2 separate regions of the Mus musculus genome follow, and region 2 is linked to region 1. Evidence: chromatin contacts called from public Hi-C data. All regions are on one chromosome and are shown on one strand. The core of a region is the stretch at or near the end of the contact, and the rest is flanking DNA. Distances in the headings are between cores, read along the strand shown.

The links. Hi-C and Micro-C count contacts between places; a contact is called where the count stands out from the background.
Region 2: a contact with region 1 is called in a Hi-C map of cortical neurons, with 2.3 times the contacts expected there. The contact joins two enhancer-like sites. A contact is called at or near these places in 3 of 484 Hi-C or Micro-C datasets (3T3-L1-derived adipocytes, cortical neurons and pre-pro-B cells) and 1 of 115 datasets of contacts at active chromatin or transcription factors (microglia).

Annotation. Positions count from the first base shown.
Region 1 is chr2:148,500,919-148,507,376 of GRCm38.p6, forward strand. No RefSeq gene overlaps it. Among named protein-coding and RNA genes, the nearest start is that of Gm46770, 58 kb to the right of the region's middle. Within about 2 kb of position 2,248, at least 14 of the 459 cell types and tissues checked have an H3K27ac peak or open chromatin away from gene starts, as enhancers often do. A contact at or near this core is called in 3T3-L1-derived adipocytes and cortical neurons, where this site is marked.
Region 2 is chr2:148,643,356-148,649,715 of GRCm38.p6, forward strand. No RefSeq gene overlaps it. Among named protein-coding and RNA genes, the nearest start is that of Nxt1, 26 kb to the right of the region's middle. Within about 2 kb of position 1,311, at least 22 of the 459 cell types and tissues checked have an H3K27ac peak or open chromatin away from gene starts, as enhancers often do. A contact at or near this core is called in 3T3-L1-derived adipocytes and cortical neurons, where this site is marked.

The DNA.
Region 1 (6,458 bases), core at 998-3,497:
ACTCTGTCTGATGTAGTACAGGTGAAATATATGGACTTAGGATCAAACATCCCCCAAAATAACTTATTCAGGTCACTGGGGGCCATCTTTTCTCCATGTACCCAAGGTCCAGTATAATCTGGAATGTTTCCCTGGGGGAGAGGACCTTGAAGGGCACACAGTGGCAATCCTAGAAAGAGTCCTGCAGATGGCCAAGGTTCATACTCACGCTCCTGCAGCCTTCCAGTAAAAGGTCTGTATCATTTGAAGAAGAATCATTCGACACCTTCCTGTCTGCAAAAGGGCTACCAACTGCTCAACACTGTCTCACCCCATTTCATCTCTCACAGAAACTATTATAATATACTGGGGTAAGATGTAGAGGTCGGGAGCAAGCTCTCAAACCATTGCTGTCCTAAAAAGCCACATAGGTCGGGAGCAAGCTCTCAAACCATTGCTGTCCTAAAAAGCCACATAGGCTGTTGCTGGCCATTTAGAGTCACTCTGTCATCCTGTCTGATTTGACAAGCACACAGGGAGGTCAGAAAGGCAACCCTGTGCAAGGCTCTCTCTAGATCCTTCCACAAGAAGCCACAGAAAACACACCTCTATAATTATGACTGAAAATGAAATTTTGACCAGCCTGGAATTTAAGTGTATGAATGAAAAAAAAAAGTTCCTCCATCAGATTAATGGTAATCAAATCTGTAGATGCTTTTTGGATAATGATTGATGTGGACAGGGCCAGTGTGTGGGAGATGGTGCCACCCCTGGGCCAGTGGTCTTGCATTGTAAGAAAGCAGGCTGAGAAACATGGGGAGCAAGCCAGTAAGTCTGGATGCTCCATGGCCACTGCTTCAGTTCCTGCTTCTGTGTTGCCTGACAATGGACTATAACCTGTGAACCAAATCAACCCTTCCCTCGCCATGTTGCTTTTGGTTATGGTGTTTTATCACAGCAATAGAAAGCAAACAAAGCCAACCCCCTTTAAGATAGTCTTATGGAGGTTGAGTTTATCTGTTTTCATGAGGAACTTCTGCAAGGGTTAAGGGGAGTGCTTCACACCTTTAAAAAGTATATCACGTACATGTATGGACATGTCAGAGCAAGACTCACTACTGTATACAGCTTCAGTATTTTATATACTAATTTGAAAATAGTGCATGTGTGCACGGGTTCGGTGGGAGGAGAGCTGAAAACTATGTCTCACCTAACAGGCATCAGGCAGAGTGAAATGAAAACAAGATTCAGGGCCTTGGTTTTAGCTACAGTGGCTTAACAGGGTGGGTAGTCCAAGAAGGATGTACTATCTGCCTATCAAGACCACACTGGTGAAGTTTATAAAGTTCAATGGCTCTAGAGCCAACCACTCCGTTTCTGGCCATGATTGGAAGGGAGAAGCTGAGGACTCTATCTTTTGTACTTTGGGTGCCAATAGAGCATTTTCTGATTTCCCTGGAAGAATACAGTCTGTGCCTCTCTGAAACCTGAGCAGTGAGTAGGCTTTGGAAGGAGACACAAGGTTCAAGCTGTGTTCCATAAATAAACACGGTCAGGGTTGGAAACTGAGAACAGGAGCAGGCAGAGCAGAGAGCTTTTGCCCTATGAGCTGCAGCTTGGAGGAGTTCGGAGGCAGTGGGGAGTGGCAGACATTGAAGGTTCTGCAGCAGGAGGAAAGCACAGGTTGGACAAAATCCATAGGTGTGGCCCCAAGAAATGCTGGATTTAAAAGTCACACCAAGAGCCTATTGCCAATTTTGGGCCCATCAGCTGTCTACACTCCTGTAGGGGACACACACTGGAATTTCATGGGGTTCCAGGAAGGAACAAACATAAGCAGTTACTGTCCTTGGGAACAGATTTCAACTGATAGAGATAAATGTGGAGGAAATTGCCAAAAATTCCTCACTCTCAATGGCTGAGGCCTACTCTCTCCCTCCCATTCTCCTCTTTTTCAGAGTCACCTCTGAGCATGAGTTCCTATCTGCTATATCAGAGGACATTCTTGGAGTCCCTCTCTATGACACACATATGTTCTATAAGTCAGATCTCCAGAGCCCAAGCCATGCCCATGCCCAGTGGCTTCTTGTCTAGTTTAGACACCCTAGACAGATGTGGGATAAGTGTCAGTACTGGCCTCCATAAAAAATAGTTAAGAAAGCAGGTTGTTGTTGTTGTTGAAACTTAGACAAGACTTACAACGTCTACCCAGTGCCTCTGGCTTGTCTGGTATTTTTGTCTCCCTGTGACAAAAATACATCATGCAGAAGCATGGACATAGCAAAACTGCTGAGCACTATTTCCAAGGTTGGTTCTGTCCCTGGATCACAAAACATCCAGGCTTCACCCATACAAAAGCTTTGAAGCAGTCAGAAAACAATTCTCTTACCACCTCCCACATAAAAGAGAACACTCTATACAGAAATAAATGTACAGTATTCCCTTATCTGCAAATATTTTGGCAGGCATTTACCAAGCTGCTGTCTTTGACTCCAGTGTGTGTTTATATATATTGCATTTAAAAATAAAAATAAAAATAAAGAAAATAGAAGTGTCTTGTCAAATGAGTTGAGTGTTATTTCCTTGTCACTAAATCATATCTGTGTTAGTACATGAAAGGCACCATGATTTGTAAATAAAAAAAAAACTGTTTTACTTTGAAGTGACATTTTCCAAACTTATCAATGTTTTCTGTCTGTGAAAGTCACATGAATTAGTATCCTGTAAGTTCTTATGTTGCAATAGATGGAATCTGGGTAACAGTTGGCTCCAGTGTTCTGCTACTGATCCCACCGGTAAAGTCCATGCTCTGTATCCAATATGATCTGCACTGCTTGCTTTATGTACCCAAAGTTCTATGAAAATGTTTGGCTTGTTCCCTTTCCCCGATCTTATTCCAGACAGGTGGCACATCCAGACAAAGGCCCAGAAAAGCCAGCATCCTGTCATTCTAGAACATCATTGACTCTACAAGAGAACAGCCCTTATGGTGTCGTATTTTTAAAGATACTTCTTATTTATTTTATAACAGAAAGACTTAGTCTCATGAGCATTAGTTGAGTCTTTAACAGCTTCCAGTTGTCATATTCATAAAGATTTAATGGCATGTGAGAGCTCACATTGGCCTCAAACTTCATGAATGTAACTGGGTAGCAATCTATAGGCTGCAACAGTTCCAGAAATTTCTTCCACACGTGAAATATGGTGAGGCCTTTCCAGAGTCACAAAACTGCATACGCCACTCACATTCCTCTGAATCTCCGTGGTGACTTTAGTGCAGTCCTTTTTCTTTATCAGTTAAACCTCCACTGATTGTCTTTCTGACATCACAAGTCTGTTTTCTGGTATGTGGATCATGCCCTGGCTATTTCCTGTTTCTTATCATCTCACACATACCCCAGAGCAGTGAGACTATCCAGTCAACCTGGACAGGGGTTTGTCTTACCTTGAAGGTAGCTTCCAAGATGACTGATACAGAGGTCAAAGAATCTCTGTCCAATAGTTGGGAACCTACAAACAAGTCACAGCAGTCTTTCCTTCGAGTCCTCATGGAGCTTGTTAGGTCCATGGTGTGGATCCAAGGGAGGAGGGCATGAATTGCTCAGTGGACAACTGCAGTGCCCTCTCTTGGATCCTGGACTCACTCTATGGGCACCTCTTGGCTTACTTTAGCACTGACCTAAAGGACAGTATGAATTCAGTACTTGAAGTCCAAACCCAGAAAATAATAGAATTGTCTTTGCTATCTGCATAAGTGAGTTCTTCATTGTCTGAGAAGATCAGAAACCATTAAAATGGAGAAGACTAACCCCATGCAACTTCTTTCTTCTGGAATGGATATGGTTGAGGGGAAAGACTTTATTGCTTTGGGGAGTAAAGACTACTCTCAGTGCACAATAGGAGACAGAACAGGCCCTGAAGCTGAGAGGTGTGGGTAACCAATACCAGAGCTTGGCTCTGCCACTCAGACAGTGCAATGGATATTTGCCGAATGATTGGGAGATTGTCCCATCCCAGGAGCAGACTCAAAGTGAAGGAAGAAGTCCTATGTGATGAAACCTCAGGAATGTCCTCAGTCGAGGACAAGAACTCAAGCATGCTTCTACATGCCACTCTTCCACTCCCGAGAAGGACCCTGCCATTGCCATCTTTGAATTATGTATGACTGTTTGCTTGCTTATTGGTTTGTTTGTTTGTTTGTTTTGTTGATTGGCTGGTTTGTTGGCTGGCTGACTGGTTGGTTGGTTGGTTTTTCAAGACAGGGTTTCTCTGTTTTTTCTTTGGCCATCCTTGAACTCACTCTGTAGACCAAGCTGGCCTTGAATTCAGAGATTGCCTTCCTCTGCCTCTAGAGTGCTGGAATTAAAGGCACATGCTACCACCACCATCTGCCTCTGAATGACTTTTTAATAAGAGCAAAGCATCACGAGCTTTTGTGTAGCCACTTATGCTTCAGTGTGCCTTAGCAGTCATGTGTCTCCAGGGCTAGCCTAATGAGGTCATTAGGTAACTATGGGTGAAATCTTATGTACTGTCAGGATAGGTGAGAGCTGGGGAGGGGCTAGGTTTCTCTGTGTGTCCTAAATGTCTGTATTTCATATTGAAAAGTAGAGGTATAAGTTGTATGAGTTGAATAATTCTTTAAAAGTTTCCTTTTGGGGGAATTGAACATATATTTGTAGAGTCTTGTCTTACTTCCCCATTCTTGTTGGATGACCCAGCAGAAGACAGTCTAACTCCTTCTCAGGACCCCGAGTGTGGTGGGGCTCCAGCAGAGTTCTGCAGCCAACTCAATCTTTTCCTTCTTTGTGCGTGAACAGCAGCTTGAAGGGTGCAAAGCTGGCTTTGACTTTCCAAAGGGATTGTCCTAACAATTCCAGGAACTTAAAGTCAGAAAAGGTTACAACGGGTGGAGTGAGATCATTGGCCTTGCTCCAGAAGTGTAGCTAAAGATAAGGCACCTTAGGGCGGTGGCTAAGCTCCCCAGCTTCCAATGCCCAAATAGTTCCCCTGGAGACTGCAGATCTTAGAGACAGCAGCATCAACAATAGAGGATCACTCCCTCCCCATAACAGGGGTAATCTGAATACTTTCCCTGCCAAAAAGCATTGCTCTTCAAAGAGAGGGTGAGGGCCATGTGATGCTTTCCCATCTCTGTACCTTTGTGGTTACAAGCCGGGTGTCTGTGTCTCTTTCCTGCATTGCAATTTCAGCAAACATCTATTTATTTATATTTTAATGTCTGTTTATCAGTTCGGTTTATTCAGGATGAGACGAGAAGGAGATTGGCTGAGCTCTACAGAACATCAATTCTGATTACTGGTTTGTTTTATGTGCCTGAATCACTGATAAGCTACATGATCACTTTCAATGTCCATAGCAAGCATAATCTGAGAGTTTTAGCATCTTCATTGGGCAAAGCATGACTGGGCCAGGTTTTTGCTGCCATGCTTATCCAGTGAGCACCGGGTATCATGTGGGCACTGAAAAAAGCTGGCCTATATAGACTCATGTTCTTTCTCCAGGGCTAAACTGAGGGTGCCTAGGGCTCTTTAGCTATGCAGGTTTCTAACATCTTACTGCCTTAGCTAGATGACAAGCGACACCTACCAGGGCAAAGATCTTACAGAATCCAGCAACAAAGAACAATATGACGAGGAAATTAAGTAAACAACTCCATTTACAAGAGCATAAGAAAGATAAAACACATAGGAATAAACTTAGCCAGTGAGGCAAAAGACTTGTGCACTGAAAATACACATCACTGATGGACAAGATAAAGGAAGTAATGAGTGAGTGGAGAGCCCTTCCAAGACCATGTATATAAGGCAAGATGTACCACTGTTATTATGGCCAAGGTGATCTGGCGATTTAATGTGATTCCTATGGAAATCACAACTGGAGTGGTTTTGCTTTTGTTTTAGAAGCATAAAATTCCATCCTAGAATTCAAGATATTTTCTTAATTTTAAAATTTTATTTGTATGCTTTCTATGTTTCTATATTTGTCATGTTCACTCATATTACTCTCTTTTCTTCCCTTTCCATTCTTTCCTACTTTTATGTTGTTTTATTTTTAATTCATTGACTTTAATTAGGGTTTCTTGCGTGAACGTGGTTGAGGAGTTATTTAATAAAGCATGGGCAACTTACCAGTGGTTATACTACTAAAGAAAAATGACTTCCAACCTCTAGCAACAATAACTGCCAGTAGTCCAAGGCCAGGGGTGGGGACATGTGAGCCCCTCCCTTACCTCTGTAGGAATGTGGACTGGCTTGATTTTATGCAGCTGTGAGTTTCTGAGTGTGAGGTCATGTCATGTCCAGAAGATAGCACGTTACAGCACTCCTTCCTTCCTTCCTACCCTCCAACTTTTACATACTTTCTACCCACACTTCTGCAATGCTCCTTAGCCTTGGAAACAACACTAAAAATGTTCCTTTAGGCTGTGTGCTTTATGATCACTTATTTTCAGCACC
Region 2 (6,360 bases), core at 61-2,560, 140 kb after region 1:
TATATTAAAGGTATTGAAAAAAGCAAAAGAGATTAAATAATCTTTTAAAATATTACAGTGATAAGATTCTGGCATATAGTTATACCAATAAAATCTGGCATGAGTTTTCAATCCCAGAGTTTTCAGATCTCTGGTGCTTCCTTACCACCAATCTTGCCTAATTACCAAGCTCCAGGTTCCACTAAGAAATAGCATCTTAATAAATAATAATTCTTTTTAAAAAGGGATTGGAAACAAAGTGAGAGCTAGAAAGATGGCTTGGCTGTGAAGAGGAGATAGTGCTCTTGCACAGGACCCATGTCATCAGCTCACAACTGATGAATGAACTGATGGAAGAAAATAACACATACACACACACACACTCTTTATTTTTAAAGTTAAAAGGTGGATGGCTTCTGAGGAACAATACACAAAGCTGACCTCTGTCTGCCATGTACACATACATGAACACAGATCCAGTGATTGGATTCTACCAAGAGCACAGTGAGACTGGAATTCTGGCTTACTCCTGGGATGCTGAAGATGACCCTTCAAAGCAGTCTCAGGAGGGATTTTATGTGTGGAACTGAACCTCGCAGCCTCTTCATCTAATCGCTGGCAGTTTGAGTTTCATAACTCTTTGCTCTCATTCAAACTTAGGCCTTACTCATCAGAACTAGAGTAGACACAATTATCAAATAATTGTATGACTCTGATTATTTGGTTTTTGCAGAGTCCAACCAAAAGGGAAAATGAGGCCTGGGATTCATTGTATACTTTTATGCTTTGGTTTTTCCCATAAATAAGAGAATTGAGCTTTAATGAAATAAAGTGGCTTGGAAAAAGCCACAGGGGACAGTGTTGACTACCAAGCACCATCTTCTGAACTCACTCCTGCTTCCTTCCTTCCTTCCTTCCTTCCTTCCTTCCTTCCTTCCTTCCTTCCTTCCTTCCTCCCTCCCTCCCTCCCTCCCTCCCTCCCTCCCTCCCTTCCTTCCTTCTTTCCTTCCTTCTTTCCTTCCTTCCTTCTGGACAGCAGAAAGAGATGGAGAAGCTGCATAGAAAAAGGTACAGGCCGCAGAGTGCAGCATGCCAGGTCTGTCCTGACTAGCTGGCCTGCTGCTGTGCTTCAGTCCCTCCCTGCAGTCCTGCTTCATTGGGACTGAAGGTGCTCACCCCTGGCTTCCTACCTACAGTGACCAGCATCACAAATTCCACCCGATGTGCTGTTGAAAACAGTCCTGGAAACAAGGCCACACAGTCCTCAACAGTCAGGCACTGGAAGCATACTCCATCAATAGTTTAGAGAAAGAATTTGCTTTATAAGATAAAAGAATCTGTTGTTTGGAAGCTGCTGTCAGTCACGAATCCTGATAATGAATAATGATACACTTGCAGTTCTTTGACACGCGATCTTTAAAATAAAACATGTCTGATCTGATTTCCAAATTGCAGGGTTCGTTCCTAAGCAACATGCAGATTCATTTAGAAATATTGACAAGAACAAAGGGAACCAGATCTTTTCTTAGCACCACTTGTGATGGCTGAGAAGCAGCTGAGGGGAATGTATCTGCCTCTTGCCATTATCATGACCCAGCCACAGAGATACTAAGGGAAAAGTGGCCTAAAGGAGACTGGAGACCCGTAAAGCAGGCCTCAACCTTGTTGAGCTATATGTATAATATTGTAGCTCTAATAGATTGTTATGTTATGCCTCAATGTGTCAAACCCACAGACTGGCCTGGTTTTGCACCATCCAAAGCCCCACATGGCATTGTAGCTAGCTAGCTACCAGTCATTGCTCCTGCTCTAAGACCAAAAGGTCCAAACACCATATTCTTGCTCAGTTCTGGAAGCATTGTTTTTGTGGGCCCCTAAATCAACACAGTACAAGTGACCTCTTGTTTCCTCAGCCCATATTCTTCATGCACATAAGCAGAACGCCTCCTACTGGGCTCTGTATGTTCCTCAATCTAGATGTTGTCGGTCTCTCAAGTATCTGGGTCCATCCCTGTAACCGAACCAAGCTGCTTCCAGAAACATGGTAATTAAATTAGTCTTGCTTTCATTAGATATTTTGCATTCCCACGCCATTTGTTGAGGATACCACCCTTACTGCATGATGGCCAATAGGTCCCTACTCAGTTCTCATTAGTACCTTCTCAATTCTTTATGGGGCCATTTTCTGCTCAAGTCAACAGCTAGGTCTAACAGGGTTTGTTGTGTTGTTGTTATTGTTGTTGTTGTTGTTGTTAATGAGATGAACTGAAAAGGGGCAGTTTCCTTGGCTTAGATGGTTATCTTTTCTCTGTTGCCCTATCACATGCATTTTAGGAGATGGCTTCATGGCTAAAGTGCTTGCCTCGAAAGCATGAAGACTAAAATTCTAAACCCCAGGACTCACATAAATGTCATGTGAGTATAGCTGCCCAACTATAATTCTAGGTTCAGAAGGAAAAGGGGAAAAAACCCCTCCCCAGCCAAGGGGATCTCTGGGTTTGACTGGAAAATGTTGTCTCAAGGAATGAAGTGGAAGTATGATTGAGGATAATTCCTGACATCCATCTTGGGCCTCTACATGCATGCAAGCACACATACATGAGCACCTACACAAATCTGTCCCCCCTACACATATAAAAACATGCATATACACATGTACACCACACAGACATGAAAATGCATTTTAAACAATAAGGCCCTTGGAAGCTGAAATTCCTACCTATGCTTCAGCACTTATCTAGCAAAGTGAGCTACTACTCTTGGCTCATAATTCATCTTGGATTTATTCTTTGTTGCCAAAAACCAATGGATGAAATTGGAAGAATTTCCCCCATTAAACACCATCTCTGGCATGCTGCCTGCTTTGGCATGAATGTATTCCATTATCCACAGCCTGACACATAAAAGGCAAGGATACAATAAAACATGACCAAGTATGAATGTCACTTTATATGTCAGCCTGACTACTGTGTTACAAGGTGCCCAGGTAGCTGGTTGGACATTTTTCCTGAATTGTATCTGAGAATTTTTTTCTGAAAGACTTTAGCATCTGAACTGTGGACTGAGTAAGGCAGGTTGTCTTCCCCCTGCTGTCACCCAATCTCCTGAGTATATTAACAGAATAAAGAGGGGAACAATTGAAGTCACTCTCTTGACTGCCTGATACATAATACTGATCTGCCTTTTTTACTTCTGGCCCCAAAGTCTTCAGGTTAGATCGGAACCTTCTATCTCCAGCCCCAAGGCTGTTAAATTATTAGGTTGGACATCCTGGGTCTCCATATTATACTCTTATCAACCTTTACAACTAAAACAAATCTCTTTTTAGATAACATATGAAAAATTATAGTCACAAGTAGGGGAATATGTCTGTTCCTGTCCCTAGTGGAACATGATAGGAAAACATTTCTCCTTAACCTCTTTGGCAATGAGAAAGAATTGCTGTCTTTTGACATTGTCCAAATAGTTGAAAATGGCTAATAAAGTGTCCATAGACTTCAGGTTTAATGGTATATACCTGTAATCCTAGCCCTTATCCCTGAGGCAGGAGGATAGCAAGTTCAAGGCTGGCCTGGAATCGCATATCAAGAGCCTGGATTTAAAAAAGAAGAAGGAGAAAAAGAAAAGGAAAGGAAAGGAGAGGAGAGGAGAGGAGAGGAGAGGAGAGGAGAGGAGAGGAGAGGAGAGGAGAGGAGAGAAGAGAAGAGAAGAGAAGAGAAGAGAAGAGAAGAGAAGAGAAGAGAAGAGAAGAGAAGAGAAGAGAAGAGAAGAGAAAAAAAGAAAAGAAAAGAAAAGAAAAGAAAAGAAAAGAAAAGAAAAGAAAAGAAAAGAAAAGAAAAGAAAAGAAAAGAAAAGAAAAGAAAAAGTCAAGTATGGTGGTGTATCCCTTTAATCTCTGTATTTGGGAAGTAGAGGCAGGAATATCCTGTGAGTTCCAGGACAGTCAGGGCTATGGAAAGAAACTCTGTTTTAAAGAAGAAGAAGGAGGAGAAGGAGGAGGAGGAGGAGGAGGAGGACGAGGAGGAGGAGGACGAGGAGGAGGAGGAGGAGAAGAAGAAGAAGAAGAAGAAGAAGAAGAAGAAGAAGAAGAAGAAGAAGAAGAAGAAGAAGAAGAAGAAGAAGAAGAAGAAGAAGAAGAAGAAGATATTGTAAATCTGCTCCTATAGAAGCATTAAAGTGCAGATTCTCAGACCCTGTTCAGAGGGACTGGGTCTAAATGTCAGAGAAGGGTACTCCCTTTTTTTTTTTTTTCACTTGTTGCACATTTGTATTGCTTTTTGAAATTTGACAAAAGCAACTTAAGGGAGATGAGGCTCATTTTGGCTCATGATTAGAGGGTACAATCACTATAGTGGAAAAGGTTTGGCTGCAGGTTTGAGGCAGCTGGTCACATTACATCCATAGTCAGGAAGCAGAAAGATGACTGGTAATACCCAATCTACTTTGTCCTCTTTATTCAATCTGGGACACTAGCCAATGAAATGCTACCTACTCAATGAACCCAATCTCCAAACTTCCTCCAAGATACTCCCAGGGGTTTGTCTCTTAGGTGATACAAAATCCTCTCAAGGTGACGAATTAAGCCTCACAACACTTTTGAGAAAAACTACCGTGAATATTAAGACCCAGGGTGTACTACCTAAGCTGCATTTCAGACATATTAGTCTAGTAGCATATGTAGTGTGCACTAAAGAGAATCATAAAGATGAAAAAAGCTCAGGTTGTATAAGGTAAGGAGGAGAAAGGAGTACAGAACCAGATTGAGGGTGGGACTAAAGTGCCAAAGTACCATAAATCAGTAGTTAAAAGAATTTGCTTCTCTTTCAAAGTCCTGGAGGGGTTGGGTCCCAGAACCCATTATTGTGCTGCTCACAACTGCCTGTAATCCCAATTCCAGGCTATCTTACACCCTCTTCTAGCACAGCAGGCACCCATATATAGATGTGCAAACATACCCACGCACACACACACAGAGACCACTTGCTACTAATATTCTAGAGAACTGGGAGCTGGTGAGATGGCTCAGTGGTTAAGAGTGCCGACTGCTCTTCCGAAGGTCCTGAGTTCAAATCCCAGCAACCACATGGTGGCTCACAACCATCCGTAACGAAATCTGATGCCCTCTTCTGGAGTGTCTGAAGACAACTACAGTGTACTTACATATAATAAATAAATAAATAAATAAATCTTTAAAAAAATATATTCTAGAGAACCAGAGTTTGGTTCACAGCACTAACAAGTCAATTTAAACTCTCCAGAACTCTAATGACAATGTAACTGGTGGTTATAGGCACCAAGTATGCATACAGTGTATTTACATACATACAAGTAAAGCAATAATACACAGGAAAATAAAAATAGATAAATTCTTAAAAAAAAAAAGAAAGAAAAGCAAATAAGAAAAAGGTAAGAGCAAATAGGAAAATTTAGAAAGGCTAAGCTGACTTTTTTAGAACCAGAGCCAGAAATGTGATATGGGTATCCAGGAGTAGAGGGATGGTTCTGGACAATATTAAGGAGACAGAACAAGGCAGAGGGAGGAAAGAGCAATGAGAAGTGTCTTGTCTCAATGGTGTCAAGTCTCAGTGTAAGTGACAGGAGAATGGGGACAAATACTGTAACACAGAGTGAATCCCACTTTGATTTGGAGATGTTAAGTTGGTAGTGTTGGTTCTGAACAGTCAACACATAGTCAGCACACTAGGTTGATGAAGTGTACAGTAAAGGTGATTGGAGCAGAGCATCTACACAACCCACACAGTCCCTTTAAACAAACAGACTCTTAAGAATCACAGATAGACCTGGCTTCAAGCCAAAATGCTTATGCTTTCTTCTGCACACAAACTTATTTGTGTTTGCCAAGAAGGTGTCATTGGCATGAGAAGACTTGACCTCTGGAAAGACATAGGTTCTCCAAGAACTGGGAGGTTTAGTTGCATGAGGGTTTTCTTTGGTAGTTTTTCTTAAACAAGTTTTATTGGAAAATTCTGTAAGGGACCCAAAGCAAGGGTTCAGGAAGGCTAGAAGAATGATGTGACTGATGACAAGCTGGGAAGACAAAGACATGGTTAACAGATACACCCAACCTCAGCTTCTCTTCTGTTTTCCAGAGACCAGAAGAACCAGCTCGTCTCTTCCTTCCAAGAGCTTCATCAATAATCTTTGTACCACTTCTCACTATAAATCTCAAAAATGCAAGGCTTAATCTCTTCATCTCCCCATAGAAACTTTCAGACCTTAAATCTCATCTTGAGTAATTTGAGTATTTGTTGCACACACTTTTGTTTGGAAAAAAAAAACTCTCCTTGAAGAATTTAGTTGTGTGTGTGTCTGTGTGTCTGTGTGTGTGTGTGTGTGTTCACCCACACATGGGTGTAAGCT